Linked DNA regions of Mus musculus: regions 1, 2, 3 and 5 are each linked to region 4. A link is a contact called in public promoter capture Hi-C and targeted proximity ligation data. All regions are on one chromosome and are shown on one strand. The core of a region is the stretch at or near the end of the contact, and the rest is flanking DNA. Distances in the headings are between cores, read along the strand shown.

Evidence for each region. Promoter capture Hi-C pulls out the DNA fragments that hold promoters and counts their contacts.
Region 1: a promoter capture Hi-C map of the SN4741 cell line shows a contact between it and region 4, with 5 times the contacts expected there. A contact is called at or near these places in 5 of 39 promoter capture datasets (the SN4741 cell line, cranial neural crest, liver and 2 more) and 1 of 130 datasets of targeted methods (astrocytes).
Region 2: a contact with region 4 is called in a promoter capture Hi-C map of pre-B cells. A contact is called at or near these places in 3 of 39 promoter capture datasets (the SN4741 cell line, hippocampal neurons and pre-B cells) and 4 of 130 datasets of targeted methods (astrocytes, embryonic stem cells, large pre-B cells and 1 more).
Region 3: a targeted proximity ligation map of astrocytes shows a contact between it and region 4, with 4 times the contacts expected there. A contact is called at or near these places in 6 of 39 promoter capture datasets (the C10 cell line, cranial neural crest, embryonic stem cells and 3 more) and 2 of 130 datasets of targeted methods (astrocytes and large pre-B cells).
Region 5: a contact with region 4 is called in a targeted proximity ligation map of oligodendrocyte precursor cells, with 6 times the contacts expected there. A contact is called at or near these places in 4 of 39 promoter capture datasets (the C10 cell line, cranial neural crest, maxillary cranial neural crest and 1 more) and 2 of 130 datasets of targeted methods (astrocytes and oligodendrocyte precursor cells).

The regions. Positions count from the first base shown.
Region 1 is chr19:8,917,636-8,922,433 of GRCm38.p6, reverse strand. B3gat3 (beta-1,3-glucuronyltransferase 3 (glucuronosyltransferase I)) reads right to left here and starts at 2,041. Exons shown (of 5, transcript NM_024256.2): 1 at 1,786-2,041; 2 at 454-628. The coding sequence starts at 1,867. Gm36629 (a long non-coding RNA gene) reads left to right here and starts at 592. Exons shown (of 3, transcript XR_003952913.1): 1 at 592-684; 2 at 774-825; 3 at 1,117-3,835.
Region 2 is chr19:8,869,049-8,873,157 of GRCm38.p6, reverse strand. Ubxn1 (UBX domain protein 1) reads right to left here and starts at 1,610. Exons shown (of 9, transcript NM_001362044.1): 1 at 1,402-1,610; 2 at 1,246-1,299; 3 at 1,044-1,150; 4 at 871-940. The coding sequence starts at 1,460.
Region 3 is chr19:8,834,687-8,839,187 of GRCm38.p6, reverse strand. Bscl2 (Berardinelli-Seip congenital lipodystrophy 2 (seipin)) reads right to left here and starts at 1,721. Exons shown (of 12, transcript NM_001136064.3): 1 at 1,324-1,721. It overlaps Gng3 (guanine nucleotide binding protein (G protein), gamma 3), which reads left to right. Exons shown (of 3, transcript NM_010316.3): 1 at 1-197; 2 at 535-634; 3 at 917-2,259. The coding sequence starts at 536. The coding sequence ends at 1,045.
Region 4 is chr19:10,098,466-10,102,967 of GRCm38.p6, reverse strand. It overlaps Fads2 (fatty acid desaturase 2), which reads left to right and starts at 1,465. Exons shown (of 12, transcript NM_019699.2): 1 at 1,465-1,745. The coding sequence starts at 1,539.
Region 5 is chr19:8,896,008-8,900,123 of GRCm38.p6, reverse strand. It overlaps Ganab (alpha glucosidase 2 alpha neutral subunit), which reads right to left and starts at 2,067. Exons shown (of 24, transcript NM_001293621.1): 1 at 1,965-2,067. The coding sequence starts at 2,002. It overlaps Ints5 (integrator complex subunit 5), which reads right to left. Exons shown (of 2, transcript NM_176843.3): 2 at 2,234-4,116. The coding sequence ends at 2,389.

The DNA of each region.
Region 1 (4,798 bases), core at 792-3,291, 1.2 Mb after region 4:
GAGGAGGAGGAGGGAAGGAAGGAAAGAAGGAAGGAAGGAAGGATTTGACTAAACCTGCTTAGCCCTGTTTTCTAAATTTAATCAGAAATTTTTGGGGTTTTGTTTGTTTGTTGGTTTTGTTGTTGAGTATTTGTGTGTGTGTGTTAGCTTTGAGACAGTCTAACCAAAAGATTCCTAAGAAGAGTTCATTCAATGGCAAGCTCAAATTTTCTTTCACACTTAATTGTCGTTAAAGTTTTGCAATAACTCGGTAATCTACTTCCTAATACTCCTTTGTCTATTTTTAAAGGAAAAAGACATTTTCCCACAAACCTGACTAAAGATGCGGATCACTTTTCATAACATTTGGCAAGCTCTAGTTTAAGCATCACCCCATACTTCAGTGCCTCCCCAGATTCATCATTAACCCTCTTCCTGTTCAATACAGAGCTCCTGAGTGTACCAGAGCCGTACCTGGCGTAGGTGGGGGTAATGACATAGATAGTAGGCAGGGCCTCAGGTTCAGGGGGCTGGGCTGGGACAGGGGGTGGGCGACGGAGATCAGCTTGCAACTGGGATATCCTCAGGTCCTTCTGCCGAAGCTGCTCAGCTGCAGCTCGAAGCGGAGGGAGGCAGTCGCAAGGCTGGCCTGGTACCAGGAAGCACCAACAGGGTGAGCAAGTTGTGACAGAGAACCACAGGATAGTAAGTAGTTCAAAAACCCAGGCCAATTCTTTTTAATTCCTAGCCAATACAGAAATTCCCTTGTAACTTGCTTTTTTTTTTTTTTTTAGAATGGTGTCAGAGACTCTTCACCTTTCACTGTTACTGTGTTACTGTTTTAAGGTAGGTCTTGCTATAATGGCTCCAAGCTGACTGACCTCAGACCTTTAACCCACTGACCTGTTTCCCAAACGGTGTGCCACAACATTCAACTCTTCAATTTTAACCAGTTCCATCTGTCACTCTATTTTTCTTTGCTGGGGCTCCAACCCAGGGCCTTACACTTGTGAGTGTTCTACCACTGTGCTACACCCTCAGCCCTGCCACTATTTTCACTAGTACATTTCGACGATTATCTGTCAGCCTTTCTGTCCTTTCTACCTTCTGATCCTAATTTTACCTTCCACACATAAGGAATATAACAGTCTGAACTAGAGGCTCTCCTGTAATGGCACTACCTGAAAAGCGTTTACCAAGCTCCCACATAAAAGGCTGGATTCAAGGCGCTCCGTGGTCACGTGACCACTGACTTGTCAGTAAGTTCACAGATTCCATTACACGACAAATATTTATTGAATAAAAGGGGGGGGCAGTCCCTACTCCCTAGCTACTTTAGTGGAAGAGGTAGACACTAATAAAGTCATTACAAATTGTGATATGGGCCACTTAGAAAATTAAAAGAGATCAAGACTAATAAGGGTTACTTGAGCTAAGGTGGTCAGGGAAGTCCTGATGTGACATCTGGCCTAAAACCAGGATGAGAAATAGATGGCCTGGAGGTGGGGAGAGCACAGCTGGTCAAAAGCTGGAGGGGACAATGAACCAGGGGGTTCTCAAAAACCTATCAGCAAGCCGGTCTGAGAGGCAGAGCAAGGGGAGGGTGGAAAATAGGTTGCTTGGCGGCGGCGGGGTCATTTGGGGCTTGACCGGTATCCGCGGAGTTGCAGACTGCCGAGAGTTCTACACAAGGGGTCACCGAGGGCTGTCCCGAGGGCTGAGCGAGCGGGAAGCCGCTGTCTGCGGGTCTCATCCCCAGCGCCTTGGGCCGGCCCTCCGCACACCGCCCCGCCCCGCCCCGCTCACCGAGCTGCACCAGAGCGTAGAGGAGGCCGGCGATCGACACCAGGAAGTAGGCAAGAAACACGTTCTTCAGCTTCAGCTTCATGGCCGGTGCCACCGGGGCAGGCGGGGTCCACCGGGACCGGCAGGGACAGGTCCGCCCGGCCCTCCGCCCTCCCGCCGGCCCCGCCCCGGCCGCCCGGGCCGCGCCCCGCCTTCCCCAGGCTCCCTTACTAGTTCCCGGGAACGCGGGACTCTGAGCGACACCTGGGACCACTTCCGGCTAGTGGCGTCCCTCCCACAGGCAGCTTCCGGTCCCGCCTCCTGGTAGGCCATTCAGGGCGTTGACGCTATATCCGCTGGGTCAAGCGGTCGTGGCAGGCTGACCAAGAGCTTGTGTGGCCTAGCTCTATAATCATCTTGAAGCTCCCAATTGAGCACAAGCTCCACCCTTGTCACTGAGTTTTCTAGACTCACTCAACCATCCTTCAGCCTCAGCATTGGCTGCTTAAAGAAACGGTTGTTCATTACTTGTTCAACCAATGAGTGAAATCTAAAACGCACCAGGTGCTTGGCTAGGTCGTTTCCAGTGATTCTCAATCTTCCTAATACTGGGACCCTCTAATACAGTTCCTCATGATTTGGCATCCTCCCCATCATAAAATTCATTTTGTTGCTACTTCAAAACTGTAATTTTGCCGTTAGGAGTTGTGATGTAAATGTTTTCTAATGGCATTCCTGCTGGTCCCTCCTGCTTTGTGCTGATTGTCCTGGTTGTCTGTTAGGTTGTGCCACCGCTGCTTCGTGTTCGCTATCCCTACTCTACCGAACTGAACTGCTGATAGATTCATGAAATGTCTGAGTGGATCAAGCTGCCACTGCTAGCCTGTGAAGTGAACTGCAGATTTCCAGACAACAGACAAAAGCTACTCCAAAGAATCTTTCTAAACATGTCCACATCCCCCGTATCTTTCATTTTCCACAACCTCTGGTGGGTGGTGGACTACAAGGGAGGTTAAAGTGTTTAAGAATCATCATTAAAAATAGGATTTGAAAACAGTTACACATGTTCGTGAGGACCAGAGGACTTTGGAGTTTTAGCCTTGGGACCTCAGGTTTGGTGCTCTAACTGTTGAACCATCTCATCAGCCTTCCAATTTTAGGCCAAAATTATGTCATTACCATGGGACAATTTTTAAAAGTTCCTTCTAGATTTTCCGCTCCACGAGCTGTAGTTTCTTCAGGGTCACCTCTCTTCAGCAAGTGACTACAGAGCTAAAAGTGGGTACCAAGTCTACACTACAACAATGATACTTTATTCACGGATATGTAACAATTTACATATTTAGTCCAGGAAGTAGCTTGTCTAATATGCAGTTTTTCTTTGTCCCACCCCTACCCCCAAACCCCCATCCCCGCCCAAAACAAGGTTTCAGTTTCTCTATTTAACCACCCTGACTGTTCTGGAACTCACTTTGCTAGCTAGGCAAACTCAAGAGATCTGTCTACCTCTGCTGGGATTTAAGGGGCATACACCACCACTGGCCAGCATGTGCACTAGTTTCTATCACCAAAAAAACCTGGGGTAGTGGTACATGTCCGCAATTCCTGGACAACATTGAAAGTGGAGGTAAACTCCACTATATCTCAAGATGGTCAGCATGGCAATGGTGGCACACGCCTTTAATCTCAGCACTTGGGAGGCAGAGGCAGGTAGATTTCAGAGTTCTAGCTTGGTCTACAGAGTGAGTTCCAGGACAGCCAGAGCTATACAGAGAAACCCTGTCTCAAAAAAGAAAGAAAGGAAGAAAGGAAGAAAGGAAGAAAGGAAGAAAGGAAGAAAGGAAGAAAGGAAGAAAGGAAGAAAGGAAGAAAGGAAGAAAGAAAGAAAGAAAGAAAGAAAGAAAGAAAGAAAGAAAGAAAGAAAGAAAGAAAGAAAGGAAGAAAGGGAAAGGGAGAAAAGAAATATAGTCAGCCTAGGCTACCTGGAACCCTGTCCTATTACACAAACTGTTTCTCTTTGCTGAACAATAAATAGTTTCAACATATATTCAATAAAAAAAAACTCACAAAAGAAAATACTATGTTCCTACCAGTAACTATGTTTCTGTTTCAATGTTACATCATAATAAAAACATTTAAAACTCCTTTCATTTAGCTCTGTAAAAACCATTTAGGAATTATCTAGTCACCCTATCATACAAAACAAAATTTCAGAACTTTTTTTCCTGTAACCAAGTATCCACTACTTGTCCTTTCTCCAATCTTCCCAACAATAGTTTTGAGACTTAGTCCAGAATAGCCTTCAACTTAAAAGTCTCAGGATCTCAGGATGTCCTTGAACTATTCCACCATTCCCAGAAAGGTTTTTTGTTTTTGTTTTTGTTTTTTTTTTTAATCCTTATCTGAAAGGGTCTGTGGTCTAGAATGGCTTTGGACTCCCAACTCAGGCAATCTATCAGACTCCAGCTCTTTGCTAGCAAGTTCAACATAACAATGGGAGGATTTTTTAAATGCTGATATAGGGCATGACCATAGGTCAAATTCCCAGCATTGCAAACCAATTTTTTTTTCTTTTTTTGTTTTTTTCACGACAGGGTTTCTCTGTATAGCCCTGGCTGTCCTGGAACTCACTTTGTAGACCAGGCTGGCCTCAAACTCAGAAATCCACCTGCCTCTGCCTCCCGAGTGCTGGGATTAAAGGCCTGTGCCACCACACCCGGCTTGCGAAGCAATTTTTAAAAGCTGAGTATGGTAATGCTATCTATTATACCAGCACTTGGGAGGCTGTGGCTAAAGGATCAGGTGCTCAAAGCCAGTGGGCTACATGTCAAAATCCCGTCTTAGGTTGGGCTCAGTGGCATAAGCCTTTAATCCCAGCTCTAAGGGAGGCAGGAAGAGCTTTTGACTTCCAGGCCAGTCAAAGCTATATGGTGAGACCCTAAATCAAAAGGTAAATTTAAAAAATACTGTTGGGCTGGAGAGATGGCTCAGTGGTTAGGAGGCAGAGGCAGGCGGATTTCTGAGTTTGAGGCCA
Region 2 (4,109 bases), core at 361-2,860, 1.2 Mb after region 4:
AAATCTCAAGTTTGAGGCCAGCCTGGTCTACAGAGCCAGTTCCAGGACAGTCAGGGATAGAGACTCTTGGCTTGAAGAAAAAAAAAAAAACAGAACAAAGCCAAAAAAAAAAAAAAAAAAGTGTAGTTTAAAGGTAGAGCACAATATATCATGCATAGACCCTTGTGGGTTTTTCTTTCTTTCTTTCTTTTTTTTTTTTTTTGGTTTTTCTGTTTAGCCCTGGCTGTCCTGGAGCTCACCTTGTAGACCAGGCTGGCCTCGAACTCAGAAATCCGCCTGCCTCTGCCTCCGAGTGCTGGGATTAAAGGCGTGCACCACCACGCCCAGCGTGGGTTTTTCTTATTGTTGTTGTTGGTTTTGTTTTTAAAGAAAGGGCATAGTGATGCATATCTATAATCCCTGCATTTGCAAAGGAGAGGCAAGAGAGTTGGGATTTCAGGGGAATCTGCAGCCACACAGGAGTTTGAGACCAGTCCTGAGCTATGTGAGATGTTTCCTGGTGACTTGCAGCACACCCTCAAAACCGGAAAGGTCAGGTTCTATGATCAGACTTGTTTGTATTTGAGAGGAAGGAAGATGACCCATGACCCTTGGTAAAGTGTGTCACTGGGCTATGGTGGCCCAGGCCTGTAATCCCAGCACTAGAAGAATGTGGCTTCGAATTTAGCCTAGGCCGCATACGGGGTTCCAGCGCAGCCTGAGGTACACAGCTGGACTGCGTCTCAAAAAAATAATGCAAGGCACAGTGAAGGCCACATCTCAGCACTCTGGAGGCGGAGGCAGGAGGATCCGGAGTTCAGCCTGGGCAAGAGTTAGGCAGACTCCAAACAAAACACACACACACACACACACACTGAACTTGCCAGTCACCTCTTGGTCTGTTCTTGTCTCTCCTCTTCAGTCAAAATGGGTCTGCTTTCTCCAGCAGCAGACCCAGAGCCTGCAAACAAGCAACCAGGATTAGTATTTAGAATAAGATCATTCTGATTTTCTCGGGGCCCTTTCAAGGTCTCTAGAATCACAAGATGTCTCCCAGTCAGGACCTTCAGGGCCAACTTGCTCTGAGGGCGTGGGTTCTCGTCCCAGGACATGGCTGAGGGGAGTCTCCAGAGGCTCATCCACATCGGGGTCGTCTTCATGCTCCATCAGCCTGCGCGGAGAAAGTAGGCAGGGGTTGGTTAGCCTGGAGGCCACCTTGCCCAGCGGCTCCCAAACTCCCGCCACCCGTGCGGGTCGCCCGCTCACCAATCCATCGCAGCCTCGATGCCCTGGTTCCCTGTGAGGGCCAGAGCCTTCTCCCTGGGGGCAGAAACACCGTGAATAGCGCCCACCAGCCATGGTGACAGTCAGGCCGGCCAGGCCCGCGGCCTCCCACCACCGGCTAGGGGGAGGCTCCCTTACGCGCGTCCCCTGGGAAAGCCCATCTCGATGAGGCTCTCCAGAGCCGTCAGCTCCGCCATGGCGCCCGCCTCCGCCTCCGCGGGGACCTGCGGGGACCAGAAGGAAGACCGCAAGGGTCAGCCCGGGGCGACTCCGCCCGCGACGCCGCCCTCCCGGCGCTCGCTAACTCACGGGGCGGGAGACCCAGGGACGAGGGGGGAGTAGACAGTGAGTGGGGAGAGCGGAGGGGAAGCGGAAGTGCCCGGTCTGTTTGTGTCACGTGGAGGCAGGGTGGACGGGTGCCGAAGAGAGCCAGAAATGTCCTTCCTGGTGGGCGGGGACTTTGAGGAGGGACAACTGACAGGAAGGAGACCCACCCACGGGGAAGAAGCTCCAGACAGGCTTGAGCCGGTTTGCAGGCTTTTAGGATTCTAAAAGAGAGCCTGGCTATGGATCGGCGGGTAAAAGCACCTGCCTTCAAGCCTAATTATGTGAGTTCGATTCCTAAGACCCACGAGGTTGAGCACAGAGGAAAAAGGATTCCTGTTAGTTGTCCTCTGACCTAAGCACACGAGTCGGGGCGTTCATGATAAACAGTAAAAGTTTATCTCTCTCTCCCTCTCTTTCTGTCTTTCTCTCTCTTTCTTTCCTTTTGGTGTTTTGAGACAGGATTTCTCTGCATAGTCCTGGCTGTCCTGGAACTCGCGCTGTAGACCAGGCTGGCCTGCAATCCAATGAGATCCACTTGCCTCTGCCTCCGGAGCGCAGTACTGGGATCAGAGTGTGTCGCCACCACCTCCTTGCATTTTTTAATTTTCCGTTTTCTCTTTTACTTCTCTTTCTGTCTTTTGGCACCAAGACCAGACAGGCCTCAAACTCAGAAAAATCTGCCTGCCTCAGTCTTCCAAGTGCCAGGACTAAAGTTGTGTGCCACCACACCCATCGGTGATGTATGTAAAAGAAGTTGGGAGGAGAATAACTCTTATATATATTATTAGTAAGTTATTTATCAGAGTCTAGGGAGTAGGTCTAGTGGTGATTTGGTCTAGCATGCTTGAGTCTATGTTCATCATCATTGTTATCACTGTCTTTGTTTTTTGAGACAAGATCTCATTATGAAGCCTTGGCTGTTCTGGAACTTTCTAAATGGATCTGGCTTTAGAGACTGATCTCAAACTCAAATATCAGTCTGCCTCTGCCATCCAGAGTGCAGGGATCAAAGGCCAGAAACATCTTGCCCAGCTATCTTTTTTTTTTTTTTTTTTTTTTTTTTTTTTTTCGTTTTTGGTTTTTCGAGACAGGGTTTCTCTGTGTAGCCCTGGCTGTCCTGGAACTCACTTTGTAGATGAGGCTGGCCTCGAACTCAGAAATCCACCTGCCTCTGCCTCCTGAGTGATGGGATTAAAGGGGTGTCTCACCACGCCTGGCTTGCCCAGCTATCTTAAAACCTTTCTTTTTTTAAAAAAAGATTTATATTTATTCCATGTAAGTACACTGTAGCTATTTTCAGACACACCAGAAGAGGGCATCAGGTCTCATTGCATATGTTTGCGAGCCACCATATGGTTGCTGGGATTTGAACTCGGGACCTTCGGAAGAGCAGCCAGTGCTCTTAACCACTGAGCCGCCCTTAAATTAAATCTTGATTTCAGAATACCCTGGTCTCTATGAGACCTCAAAAACCCAAATCTTAGGCCTTTGAGATGGTTCAGTTGGTAAGACACCTGAGCTGGATCTCTGCAACCCTCGTTGGAAGACGAGAACCTGCTTCTCCACGTAGTACTTTTGTCCCCTGACGCTTAACCAACAAGGATGACATGCAGGCTCCACTTCCATCATACGTCAATAAATGTGATCATAACTAAAAGGAAAAATGAGGCTGGATGTGGTAGTGCACACCTTTGATCCCAGTACTTGGGTGACAAAGGCAGTTGAACTCTGAGCTCAAGGCCGTATGGTCTACAGAGGGAATTCCAGGACAGTCAGATTCACATAGTAAGACCCTGTCTCCCATCTATCCCCTCTCCCAAAACAACTTTTGAAATCAAGGTGTACAGCAGTGTTTATCAGGAGCCATAGATAATTCATACTTGGACCTGCTCACACTGTTGAAGGGGATCTATTGCCAAAGGGATCTTGGTGCACGGTTTTAGTTTGAGAGCAGGATAAGTGATAGTGACAGTGATACTTGGCTGGACAGTATGTACGTGCTAGTGTTGCTGTGCAATGTCTTGTCCAGCTACTCTGTACATGATATAAAACAGGCCTTGGTCCTCTGGGCTTGCAGTACCGGCTCTCTGCCCAAAATGTCCTGACTCTTCCCTCACCTTAGGTAGCTCTATAGCATTTCTCATTTCTTTAGACTACCGAGCTTTGATCGCCTACATGGCTCTTTTTTTCTCTTCATCGGTTTTTCAAGACAGGATTTTTCTGTGTATCCCTGGCTGGCCTTGAATTTAGAGAGATCTACCTATTTCTGCTTTCCAAGCGTTGGGATTAAAGGGGTGAGCCACCACCACCTGCGCTTTTTTTGTTTATTTTTCTTCTACTGCCAGGATCTTCTGCGCTCATATGCAGCCCCAGTTGGCTGTTCTGCTTGGGCTAACCCAGGTCATGGCAGTTCTGCTCAGGCTAACCTGGGTCATGGCAGTTCTGCTTGGGCTAACCTGGGTCATGGCGGTTCTGCTCAGGCTAACCTGGGTCATGACGGTTCTGCTCAGGCTAACCCA
Region 3 (4,501 bases), core at 472-2,971, 1.3 Mb after region 4:
CTTAAGCTGTGGAGACTGAGACCACCCCTCCAAGGATCTCGTCTGAGCATCTCTAGTGACCTTCTCTGCATTAACTGTCAGTGCTACGGATATTTTTAGCTCCAAGTCCTGGCAGGGTGGGGCACCTATCTGAGGCAGGGTTTGGTGCCCCCTCCCCACTGACCCTACATCCCTGGCTGCCGCTGCTGTTACTTCAGGTGAGTAGAAAGCAGCTTTTTTTCTCTTCAGGGCTTGAGGGGGGACAGGTGGCTGATGTGATTTCATCAGGGTGGGGCTCTTTCTGACTGAGGCTTTCATTGCTGGTAACATATTTGGCTCAAAGACTTAAAATCCTTAAATCGTTTGTATAATTTGATGACCAGGACCCAGGGGTTAGGAGAATATTTCATTTTATCTTCTCCATTCTCCCTACTTAAAAAAAAAAAAAAAAAAGAAAGAAAAAAAAACCTGGGATGGCCACTGGAGAATGGGGGCACAATCCCAGGTGTGTGGTTGTGAAGAGCTGAGTGTTTCAGCTGACTGTCTTTACTCCAGGATGAAAGGGGAGACCCCCGTTAACAGCACTATGAGTATTGGTCAAGCACGCAAGATGGTGGAACAGCTTAAGATTGAGGCCAGCTTGTGCCGGATAAAGGTGGGTGCGACCCTGGCTCCCATCAGCCCTTCAGGGCTCAGCTGTGGGTTTGCAATACCCTCCCCTCCCCCCTCCCCCCAAGAAAAGATGCTTCTTTTCTTGACACCCTGAGGTCAGTGGCAGAAACTGGGCTTTGTCAGCAAAGTTGTTCCCGAGGACTGGCGTTGGGGGAGAGGGCTGTCTCAAAGGGCACTAGAAACAAAAAGATAGTCTATTGGAGAAGAGAACTGCAGTCCCTTTCAGGAATTCTGGTTAATGTATCCCTTCCTGGCTGGGTTCCAGGTGTCCAAGGCAGCAGCAGACCTGATGACATACTGTGATGCCCACGCTTGTGAGGACCCCCTCATCACTCCTGTGCCCACTTCCGAGAACCCCTTCCGGGAGAAGAAGTTCTTCTGTGCGCTCCTCTGAAGAGCGGTGGACCTCCTCTGAACTCATCGCCCCCTCCCAGACCCGCCCTTAGATTGGAAATTGTAGTAGATCACTTCTACCCGCATTTACCCGGAGATTATTTGAAGCACAAGGCCCTCCTTACCCATGTCTACCCCATCTCCTCACCCTTTCAGGCTAACTCCAAGCACCTTCTACTCTATCTATAAAGGGACCCCGCTAAACTGCCAAAATCCTGCCTGTTTCCCTCGGTGATCCATCCGTTCAGGCAATGGAGAGGGGGATGCCCGGGTGCTCACCTGGAGCTATGAAAGGTAAAGGCATTTGAAGAATAAAGTCATTCAGAGCCTCAGAGGACAACGTCTGTGTTAGCGTTCTTGGGAAAGAGGATCCTTAATCGATACACTTGCCATATCCAGGGAACAGGGCCAGTCGAGCCCGTTAGACATTGTAAGGATTGGAGATCGCAAAGTATAAGGTGCCCGAGCGCCCCCAGTGGGGGGTTGTTAAAACGAGCGCTCAGAAGCCGCGGAGCATTCACACGAGCGCGCAACGTAAGCGGCGAGAACCACACAAGGGCGAGCAGGGTGGGTTTCCGCAGGCCCAGGGACAGCAGCCCCGGGGGGAGGTGGCCCGAGAGGCCGTGGGGCGGGACAGGGCGACTCGGCGCGGCAGCCAATGCCCAAGATGGCGGCTGCCTGTTCGTACCCGCATGGAGGCACGCGCCGAGGGTGCTCTTAAAATGGCGGTCCCCAGCGTTCCCAATAGGGAACGATCCCTTATGCGATCCTCTGGTCTTAAAATGGCTGCCCCTGCCCTCTCAAAGTCAGAGTCAGGTTCTCTGTCCCATAGAATCTGGAACTAGACATGCTTTGGAGACCAATCACGGGGAGTGGGGATGGGGAGACACCTAAAGCAGTCATGGGTTCTTAAGTTCAGTGTGGTGACCAACACTCCGGAGGTGTTGGACACACACAGAGGCAGATGGATCTCTGAGTTCCAAGCCAGCCACGACGACACACAATACACAATGAAATCCTGACTTAAAACAACCAGTCACTAGGACTGGGACCCAAGAAGCCCAGAGTGAGTTTTGCATAAGAATCTCGCCTGAGTAGAGGTTCCCTTTGAGGTGTATGTAATAACACAAATGTGTTAAACAGGCCATCTTGGAGCACCCTGTTCCTTGGTCTCTGTGGGATCTAAATAAGTAATAAATTTGTTTTCTTGTTGAATTGGGGCTTTTTTATTTTCTCCTCAAGGTAACTGAAAACATCACAAGGGTTCAGAATGTCGTCTGACTGGAAACCATGTCTCAAGAATGCCTCCTAGAGTGAGATCCCGGCAAAGGGTTAGGGGATCCAGGCCACCGCCTAGAAGCTTTTTGGTCTGAGTGAACGTACATATATGTTTTGGATCCTGGGCTACATTTAAATGTCCTAGTTGTTTTGTTTTTGTTTTTATTCTTTTTGGTTTTTCGAGACAGGGTTTCTCTGTATAGCCCTGGCTGTCCTGGAACTCACTTTGTAGACCAGGCTGGCCTCAAACTCAGAGATCCGCCTGCCTCTGCCTCCCTGAATGCTGGGATTAAAGGCGTGCGCCACCATGCCCGGCTGTTCTAGTTTTAGGTGACAAATCGTTCTGGGTAGGAAGGTCTAACTATTCCCTGGGTGTCATAACCAAATGGCTGAACAGGTACAGGTGTTTGACTGCAGGCCCAGTGAGTTTCAACCATCAAGGTGGTGGGGGAGAACTCAAGAGTTTTTCTGACTCCACAAGAGTACCCTGCACACTCTCTCTCTAGAGCGCGTGCATGCGCACACACGCAGACTTCAGTATTTTATAACCTTTGCTCCTTCTTTCTTGTGAAAACCCCAGGAAGGATCCTTGTTATAATCCCTGCCTGCTTACAATGTCTAGAATGCAATAGGTGCCTAATACCTAATGAATGTTTTTTTCTATGTGTATATGCTTAAACTGTACACAGGGAGTAGCAAGAGACTAAAAAGACTAATCTCTATCAGCTCAGATGTGGTAAAAAGCCAAAAGTGCTTAAAATGTGTTATTAGGTTAATCCTTGCCCTACCTTATCCTCTAAAATACCCATCTTAGTTTTCTCATGCAATTTGATACCTATTCAAATTAGGAGTGACTATCTGGTTGAGGAGAACCAGGCCTAGCAACTCGTACAGACAAGGTGTAAGCTGTTTCAGAGTAGGGCTAGAAGAGGGTTCTCAAAGGAGTCACATGGTGGCTTACAAACTGACCTTAACTCCACTTCAAGAGGATCCAATGCCCTCTTCCTACTCTGCATGCACCAGACACAAGCATGGTACACACAGATATATGCAGACAAAACATTCATGGGTATAAATCTTAGGAATAGACCATCAGTGGATTGAGACAGGGTCTGAACTCCTGATCCTCCTGCCTCCCAACTCCAAGTGCTCAGATTACATTCATACACCAGTATAAGCTACTGTTGTTTTTGAAACAGGGTCTTGCTCTGTAGGCCAAGTTGATCTGGAATATTCTGGTTTTGAATTCATAGCATTTCTCCTGTCTTGGCCTATCTAGTGTTAGGACAAAGGCATTCGATATCACGTCAGGCTGAACACTAATTATAATCAGCTCCAAAATGCCAATAATGGAGCCTAAGATGGTTCAGTGGGTAGAAGTTCCTGTCATCAAGTCTGATGACTGGATTCAATTCCTGAGTCCTAAATGGTAGAAAGGAGACTCCCAAGTCATCCTTCGATCTTCACAGGTGTACTGTGGCTCATGCGTGCTAACAGGCAAAAAACCCAAAGTCCTCCTGAGCCTGGTATGGTTGCAGCCTAGGCTACAATAGCCAATACCCAGCTTCAAAACAACAAACACAAAACAAAGTTTCTGTAGCTTTCATTCTTCAAATTCAATAGAAAAATGAAGACTTTCCTTCTTAGGTAATATCACATACTTAATGGATTTCATAAACAAAACATCAAAAATCTAACTGATTATTTTAGCAGAGCCCAAGAGTTAAATTTTCCATTCTAATGGCTCAAGATCTTAGTACAAGAGGGATAGAGAGATGGCTCAGTGGTTAGGAGCACTGGCTGTTCTACTGGCTGTAGAGAATCAGGATTCAGAGTTCCTAGCACCACCATTTAAAAGGATTTTTTTTGTGTGTGTCTATTTTAAAATTTTGTATTTATGGTTTTGTTTTTAAATGTTGTGTGGTTCAGATACACCAGAAGAGGGCATCCGATTCTATTACAGATGGTTGTAATGTGCCATGTGGTTGCTGGGAATTGAACTCAAGACCTCTGGAAGAGCAGTCACTGCTCTTAAACCACTGAACCATGTCTCCAGCCCTAGCACCACCATTTAAGCTCACAACCATGGGACACTGCAGTTCCAGGGGATCCAATGCCCTCTTCTAGCCTCCGAAGGTACTGCATATGTGGTAGACCCAGATGCAGGTAAAACACTTGT
Region 4 (4,502 bases), core at 216-2,715:
CTCAACACTCCTTGAGTCTGGAGTTTGTGGAATGAAGAAAGGCTGCTCCTGATGGATGCCAGGACAGAATGAGAGGAGTATACGATGGGAGGGACTATGGGAATGTATTACCCCCTGCACCAGGTACTTCCTTTGGACCAGTGTCATGTGGAGCTAGGGAGCCCAAAGTCTTGAAAGGGTCATGGAAGAGGCCAAACAGGGCCACTAGCTAAGCATGTATGTCTTGACCATTTTATCTCTCTTACCCTCAGACTCTTCATTTTGAAGTTAGCTATAACAATATCATAGGATTGTGGTGAGACTTTAGCGAATAGGGCCTTTCTTCCTACTATACTCCCTTGGTATCAGTGTCTCTCTTGCCTGCAAGTGGTGTACTACTGTCAAATCAATCGCGGGCTTTTATTGCTTTCATGTTTCCCAACCAGGCTTGTGAACTCTTTCTCAGTCGAAGACAAGAAAGGTGTCCAGTTTATCCTGGCACCCTCCCCAGAAGCCACTCCCGCGGCACTTAGCACGAGGAAGAAAGCAGAGATTCCACCGTTCTTTTCCAAGATGACCAAGTTGAAAGGATTCAGAGCCCTGGTTAAACAGAGACCCACTCCTGGCTCCTTTCTCTAGGAAGGTTTCAGGAAAGCAATAAACAATATGGATCTCTTAGACAATGTGAGATACAGGAGACTTGAGTCCCATCTAGCCAGGCAGAAATATCACCTAGTCATGACAGCCCAGGAGGGGGCCTTGTTTAGCCGGAGGCCGAGCGTTGTTCACCATAACCGCTGCGCCTCCTTTGTGCGAGCATCAGGTGCAAATCCCCGGCCGAGCGCGTTGGCGCTCTGAAGCGCGCAAAGAAAAGCCCAGCTGCCGCCCCCGCCCCCCCCCCCGCCCCCCGCTCTCCCCTCCCAGCTTCTCAGAGATCTACTCCCGCTTCCCCGGCTCCAGGCAGCGAAGGGAGGAGGAGGAGGTCAGACACGTCGCCGACCGCCCAGCAGGGCTTAACTCCATGCGGGCGGGCGCGAGGGAGGGGGAAGCCGCGGACCCGCCGCTCCAGCCCGCTGGCCTTCGAAAGATCCTCCTGGGCCAATGGCAGGCGGGGCGACGAGCCCTGATTGGTGCAGGCGCTCTGCTGATCACTGTGGAAACCCGGGTGGCGGGGAACTCGGGAGGATGCGGAGCCGGGAACGGGGGGAGCCAGAGGGGTGGGGGGAGGAGGCAGCGAGGCCCTGAGCTATCCTGGAGTTTTCACCGGAGGCAAAAGTCCACAGCAGGCGGGCCTAGGGTGGGCGGAGGAAGGGGACCGCTTGGGGGCACTGGGAAGCCAGGGGTACTCCTGAGGGAAGGCAGGGGTACTGGCTAGCTAGTGAAGGCGAGGAGGAGCGAAAGCGAGGGGAGGAGGCACGGTGGGAGGAGGAGTAGAAGACAAAAGCCGAAAGCGAGGAGGGCGCCGACCGCACACTGCGGCCAGGAGAGGGACCGTCGGTGTTGCGAGCCGCGGGCGCCCGGAGGCCGTAGCGCACGGGGCATCCGGGTAGACTGGCAGCATGGGGAAGGGAGGTAACCAGGGAGAGGGGAGCACCGAGCGCCAGGCTCCGATGCCCACCTTCCGTTGGGAGGAGATTCAGAAGCACAACCTGCGCACCGACCGGTGGCTCGTCATCGACCGCAAGGTCTACAACGTTACCAAATGGTCCCAGCGGCACCCGGGGGGCCACCGTGTCATCGGACACTATTCGGGAGAAGATGCTACGGTAAGAGTCTGGGGGTGCCAGCCACTCTTGTCTGCTGCAGGCTGGTGTCAGGAGCCCGGGGTCCCTGGGCGCCAAACAGATCCCCGGTTCTTAAAGGAGCGCAGGACGTTCAGCAGGGAAAGAAAGTGTACCAACTGCCCTCACCTCCCTCCTGGAATCGTTCTCCTCTGGGTCAACTGGGCAGACTTTGGCCGAGCCTTTTGGACGCCAGGCCTTAGCACCTCTGTGGAAGTCCCATCAGTGGTAAACTGTGCCCGGTGCATGTTCACAGCGCATACTGCGCGCTGTTCCAGCCGGAGCCTGGGACTCTCCAAAGGGGGCGCTCCAGCCTTCGTGTTCGGCGCTCCCCAAGTGGAAGATGGCCACCCTTGGGCGCCGGGGAGAGGAGCCTGAGAGCGGGCAGCCATATGTGGGACTCTCCTGCCAGACCAGGGGGCGGAGAAGGAAAGCTGGTTCCTGGCCAGGACTCGCTCCTGCTTGGACTCCTGTCTAAGAAGGTCCACAATGGCTGCCCGACAGAGACTTCCTAGTAGTTCAGATTCCCACGCTCCCGAGGATTATCCCGACTCACTCCAAGTGCCAGCCTTCTGGGAAATCCTGGTGGGGAATTGGTGGAAGGCGAACGGGCTGGATTTTGCAAAATTCAGGTCCGCAGGGGATCTAGAAGGTGAATCTAAGACTGGCTTGGCAACAGGTCCATCTGCCTCTGGGGTTACTATCGGACATTCAACTCAATGGCCCTCTGTTTTTAGATCCTGCCAGGATCACCCTTCCCCTCTTGCACTCATGGAGGTTGTTGAAGTCTCTGAGACCTCTGTGGAACGGAGGCTATCCTATATTGCACAGTACCCCATACCGTGCCTGGCCCCACCCCCAACCATAAAGTGATTGTGTAGTCAGGTGGGTAAGAGGAGAAACAAAGTCAAAGAGGAAAGCCAGACCTTTCTTGGCACCTTTCTTGGTGGGCTGAAAGCAGAGGAAAAGATGTAGCTGGAGAGAGCTTGGGAAAGACGAGTGGGAGGAGGCTGAGAAGAGGGATAAACTTATCAGACCGCACTCCACATCAAAGTCCAGGATGCTGACTTGAGTGTGGGCTTTTCTTGTGCAAGTTTGATAGTTTCAATTCTTACCTTCCATGTCTTTTCTTTTTGAGATCAGCCTAGGTAGCCATACCCTAATCAATGGACTGGAGGCTTTGGTGAACAGGATGCAATCTTACTCCAGATTGAGGAGAGAACTGGCCACATTCATACTGCCTAAAGACTATTTTCCTTGCTTGTGGAGCCTGCTTAATTATGCCCATGGGGCTGGCGATGCTAACCAGACCTTAGGAGAGTGTAAGCTTTTCACATTCCTTGAGTGTCCTAGCTCTCTTGGACCGCCTCACAACCAGAGAAGACCTTGGTTTCCCAGGGAGAAAACTTCCCAGCCCCTATCTGGGGGATCTTTCCACTGTTTCGGGTGCTGGTGTGTGCATGAATCTGTAGGTGAATTGCAGACGACTCCTCCCCTTTCCAGGCTCTTACCAAAAAGTTTCCTAAAAAGTAAAACAACAAATGTGATTGGTTTGATCCGATTATTCCATATTGTGTGATAAGTGGGTTTTCTTGTGTGGAAGCTCAGCCCAACAACAGCCTTGAACTTTATAGTTTATTTAAGAAGCCAGACGTATTTCATCCTTGTTTTGGAAATTCTTAGGGTTTCCCTGACTCAGTTTTCTCCAAATGTCTATGTTCAGATCTAACCCAGCAGATACCTGGATGGCTTGCTCTTATGTTCTGAAAGCCTTATGTCCTCTTCCACATTTCCTGTGTCATTTTCATTGGTTCTGAGTCTGGTGTCTGGGATGTTAATTGTCCCATGATAAGAAAGGTAAGGTGGGAGTCAGGGTAGGCCGCAGATGTGATCCCTGGGCTTGTTGCAGAGAATCACTTAGTGGACACACACACACACACACACACACACACACACACACACACACACACCGCCACCCCCAATCCCTCATCTATTCCAATAAGATGAGTGTGGCAAAGCTTGCTGTAAACAGTGAGCCCCAGACAGACATGAGAGGAACAAAACAGCTAGCATGTAAAGTACTCGCAGAGAAACGGAGCAAGCTCATTTGATGACACGACATGAAAGCTTACTGTCTTCCCAAATAAGACACAAAACACACTTGATGGAGACAGAGTTGGAGATCAGTGTAGAAAGAGCCGTGAGGTTTTCTTTGGCATCCCCCTGTTTCTTCTTAAACTGAGATCAGATTGGCAGAAGGCCTTGGACAACTAGGAGATCTTCAAAGGGAGCTCCACGAGATGTGGGGACCCCTCCCCAGGCTGTTTCTCAGGGAACTTTGCCGCTTAGGGGTCTTGCCTTCTTGAGAAGGGTGATGAGAATGGACTGTCAGGTTTGGGGACGGACTGTTCAGCAGATAGAGGCTGGATCCCTAGAGCCCTTTCATTTGTTACCACTCAAAGGATATCTGTGATATGCTGACAAGAGGCTGGAAGGTGAGGCCAGAAGCCAAGGAGGCCCATTTTGAGGTCAATCTAGGATATCAGTCAAGAATTTTCTGTTCCTGAAGGAAGAAAAAAAAAAAAAACCTCAGAAGTGCTCACTTCTTCTCTAGAAGGATGGAGCTGTTGTTACTTGATCCTTCTGTAGTCAGACCCTGGCCTCACTTGTACTAAAAGCCACCTAAGTGGCATGTGCTCAGAGTCCCAGATACGCAGAAGACTGGAGCAAGAGGATTATTTG
Region 5 (4,116 bases), core at 818-3,317, 1.2 Mb after region 4:
CAATACAGGAACACACTAAGATGTGTTCCCCAGGGAGTACAGAGGGGACTCATAAGAAGGCTTAGTAGAAGCTGGGCAGAGGTGGCACACACCTTTAATCCCAGCACTTGGGAGGCAGAGGCAGGCGAATTTCTGAGTTCAAGGCCAGCCTGGTCTACAAAGTGAGTTCCAGGACAGCCAGGGCTATACAGAGAAACCCTGTCTCGAAAAAACAAAAACAAACAAACAAACAAAAAAAGAAGGTTTAGTAGCTAAGAGCACTTGTAGCCACGTGTAATTACCTAAGCTTGATTATCCAGGACCCACATGTGGGACGGAGAAAAGCAACTCATTCCATACATGTACAGAGGTAAACTCACATACATGTGCACACAACTCACACTGGGAAAATAAACGTTAAAAACAGAAAACTCATTTTAAAAAAGGGGGAAGTCAGGCATAATGATGCACACCCTTTAATCCTAGCACTTTGAGGCAGAGGCAGACAGAGGCAGAGGCAGATGGATCTCTTACAGGTTTGAAGCCAAGCCTGGTCCACATACATAGTGAATTCGAGGTCAGACAAGCCTAGATTGACAAGACCTTGTCTCATTATATAAATGAATAAGAAGGGGGTTGGGGCAAGGCAACACAGAAGATATGGTTCTTCTAAGCAATAAAACCAAGAAAGGGCTTATCATACACAGTTATCCAGCCTCCATATCTACTTGGAAGGTAAAAGAAAGTTACCATATAGTGAGGTGAATGCAGGTCCTGTTTGATCCCCAGAAGCACCAAAAGGAAATTGTGAAGGGGATCAGTTAATAAAGTTCCCTAGAAGCAGGAAATTTTGGAAAGCTGGCAGGCAGCCACCAGTAGTGAAAAAAGGCAGCCAGCAAAGTGAGAAAACACTAGGAACTAGCGTGCTAGGCTTTGGAGGAAGAAGTACCTGTAAGACAAACAGAAGACAATGCTACTAGAAAAATCTAATCAGAAGGCATTGATACAGCCTGGGTCCTGAGGAATGGCTACTTATGTAGCGGTAGTGAGCAGTTTAGCTCGTAAATACTCCCTGGAACCCTATCTTCAAGTCTTTAAAATAGGTTTGGAGAGATGTCAGTAAGGAAATGATTGGTAAAGAATATTTTCAACATGACTTGTTGGCTCTAGGAATGCCTTAAGCATCCCAAACGAGAGGTGTTCATGAGCTAAGTCAAGTATGAACTTTAGGGTAAGTTACATCTGTTTATTGGAGAAGAACTTGAGTATATGATTCACCCTTTTTACACTGCTGTCGACAGTACACGCCTCTCCCGACCCTTTACATCCGTTAGGTGTACCGCGCTTTACGGCGCTGATGTGTTTTCAAGCTTTTTTTAAGGTTCTACAAAACTCCAGAGAACAGGCCAAATTATTTGATACATGTTGTGTTTGAGCAACATTATCCATGCAGACTGTGAACTTACTGGACCCTGCCCCAGCCGTGCCCAGCAAATGAACACTAATGAAACTGGCCCAGGCTGGTCGGGAGGGCAAGGAAGGAATACAGGACGATCTGCCCATCGTATTGCTTCCAACCTGAAAAAGGAGCAGTGTGGCAACAGGCTGCTTTTTTACAGGCTGGGATGCATTTCGTCCCCCTACCTGCCTCGACAGCCCTGCGCACTGCAGGAAGGAGACGAAAGCATTGACCACCCCGAACCGCCAAGGGAGAAGGGGCGGCTGGGAGCGGACAAGACCGAAGACAGCACCCAGCTTCAGCCTTTCTAAGCCCGGCGAGATTCAGGAACCCCACAGACAAGGGCCGCAGCGACTCGTGAATCTGCCGCTGGGAGGCTGTAGCCAGAGGCCACCACCACGAGGACAAAGAGCCCGTTGCGAGGCCAGAAGTAGCAGGGTGATGGGAAGGCATACAAAAAGAAGCAATATGGGGCTCGGGGGATCTAGGGCCGTCCGGACGCGCCCCCGGGTTCCGGGCTCCTCACCGCCTCCTACGCGCCGCCACTGCCGCTATTGCCGCCATCTTGTACCGGGTTTGCTCCTTGACCCGAACCTACCCGCCCCTGTGCACGTTGAGCCACGTACCCTAGTGCCCGCCCCTTCCGGCCTTCCGATTGGCTCGTCCAGAGCGCGGCCGGACGTCTATCCCATTGGTCGAGCGCGTTCTTTATTATGAATGGGGCGTGCCTCGACGCCCCGGGCTCTGCGTTCTCAGGCTTTTGGCAGCTTTCCGTGTCAGATAGAAACACTGGACTGTTTGTCTCAACTCGGCAAATTTTATTTAGAAAAAATGGTGGGGTTTGAAAAAAGTGACACCACTCATTACGTACGGACTTAGAAGCATCCACCCTTCTGTAGCACCTTAGGCTCTTCTCTCAGTTTAACCTCGCACAACTTGTAGAGAAAAGGTCAAGTCCCCTGCCGAAGCAGAGTGGATGGCGGAGGTGCTTGAAAGCGGCCAGAGAAGAGCCCCAGGCGATCGATGTTGCGGTGGAGGACACTGTGCAGCACAGACAGATGTGGTCCTCCTTCAGCTCCACCCTCCCTGGCAAAGTCCCGGATGAAGCGGCCACGTTCAGACTGGAAGATGAACTTCTGGGGCAAGGGCCCATGCTCCCGAAGAAAACCCCAGACACTAAGCAGCAACAGACGCACTTCAAAAGGTGCCAGTTGGCTAAATACCTCGTGCATATTACCCAGGGCTGGTGGCAAGAGGCTTCCCTCAGCCATGACAGCCACCAGGATACAGGATGCCTCCAGATGCCAGGGGGAGTGGGTTGTATCAGGGTGTCGAGAGGCTTCCCAATGGCTCAAGAGGGCAGCCAGCAGCCCCCGCAGCAGCACGGAGCAGTAGCACAGGGCTGGGGGAGCAGCTGCTACCAGCTTCAAAAGCTCAAACAGCAGAGGTTGTTCCCGGAAGCGCCTACCAATTCGGAGATCCCGCTCCACGGTGGCTCGTGCATGATCCTCTGGGGGCCAGGCCAGCTCAGCACCAGCTGCATCAGGACACACGCTCTCCACTAAGGTCACCGCAACTGCTTTGGCTGCCTCTGGGCTCAGGGTGGGAGCCCCCCAGCAACCCTCACGCTCGCTGTTCCCTGATGCGCTGCAGCAGTGCACTAGGAGGCTAACGAGGCTCTGGGTGTTATAGATCACTTCTTGATGGTTTCGAGATTGAACAATTTTAGGTGGCTTTAAGCCACGGCCGATAACTCCAGCATGGAAAACTGACCAGATCCCTCCAGGACCCGGCACTGCTGCAGTATGCCTCCGGTTAATGTCCAACAATGAGGCAGAAGCCAAAGGGGTTGAGACAATTGAGAGGGTCTCATTGTCTCCATCCATTTCCCCTCCAAATAGTTCTGTGTTGCCCCGATGTAAGGCTCCCTCTACAAGCAGCTGTAGGACAGCCTTGAGCCCAGCTGGGGAAGTCTGAGAAAGGCGGGTAAGAAGCTGAGAGGCTGAAGCCACACCAGGAGGGCCATGCAGCCTTAGAGAAGAGAAGAAGTGGTGTACTCCAGCTCTCACTAGTCCCAATAGTTGGGAAGGGGACAGGGCTTCAGAAGGAAAGGGACATATTGCAAGGAGGGAGGCAGCAGCTTCAGCTACTTCCTCCTCTGGGTGTAGTAGGAGAGGAGCCAGATCAGCCAGGTGAGCTGAGGCAGACTCCCCAAACCGGGCCCCTAAGGCTGAAGGGCCCTCACCACCCTGCTGCTCCCACCCCACCAACAAGGCCAAATTTCGAAGAAACCGGGCTGTGAAGGGAGGCTGTAAAGTCCCTGCATGCACTCGAGCCAGGCAGCTTCGGAAGGCCAGGGGAAGAAGGCCAGAGAGACTGACCACTAGCCCTGCATATAGCTGGGTTGCCAAACTCAACTCTTCAGGGCTTCTGGCTCTGCTCAGTAGATGACCCAAGGCCTCAGGTCCACAGCTAGGTCGTGTATAGACAGACAGTAGGCCCAGGAGCTGGTGTTGCCAGAGGAAGCGCTTCCGTTCTAGCCGTAATGTCTCTCCACACAGTTCTCCAACATGGTTTCGTAATGCATCAAGAAAGGGCACTGGACGAGGAGGTGGGGGTGGGCCCAGCACCCCTTCTCCAGGAGACCCTCCCCGATGATGAACTAGTTTTTGTAGATG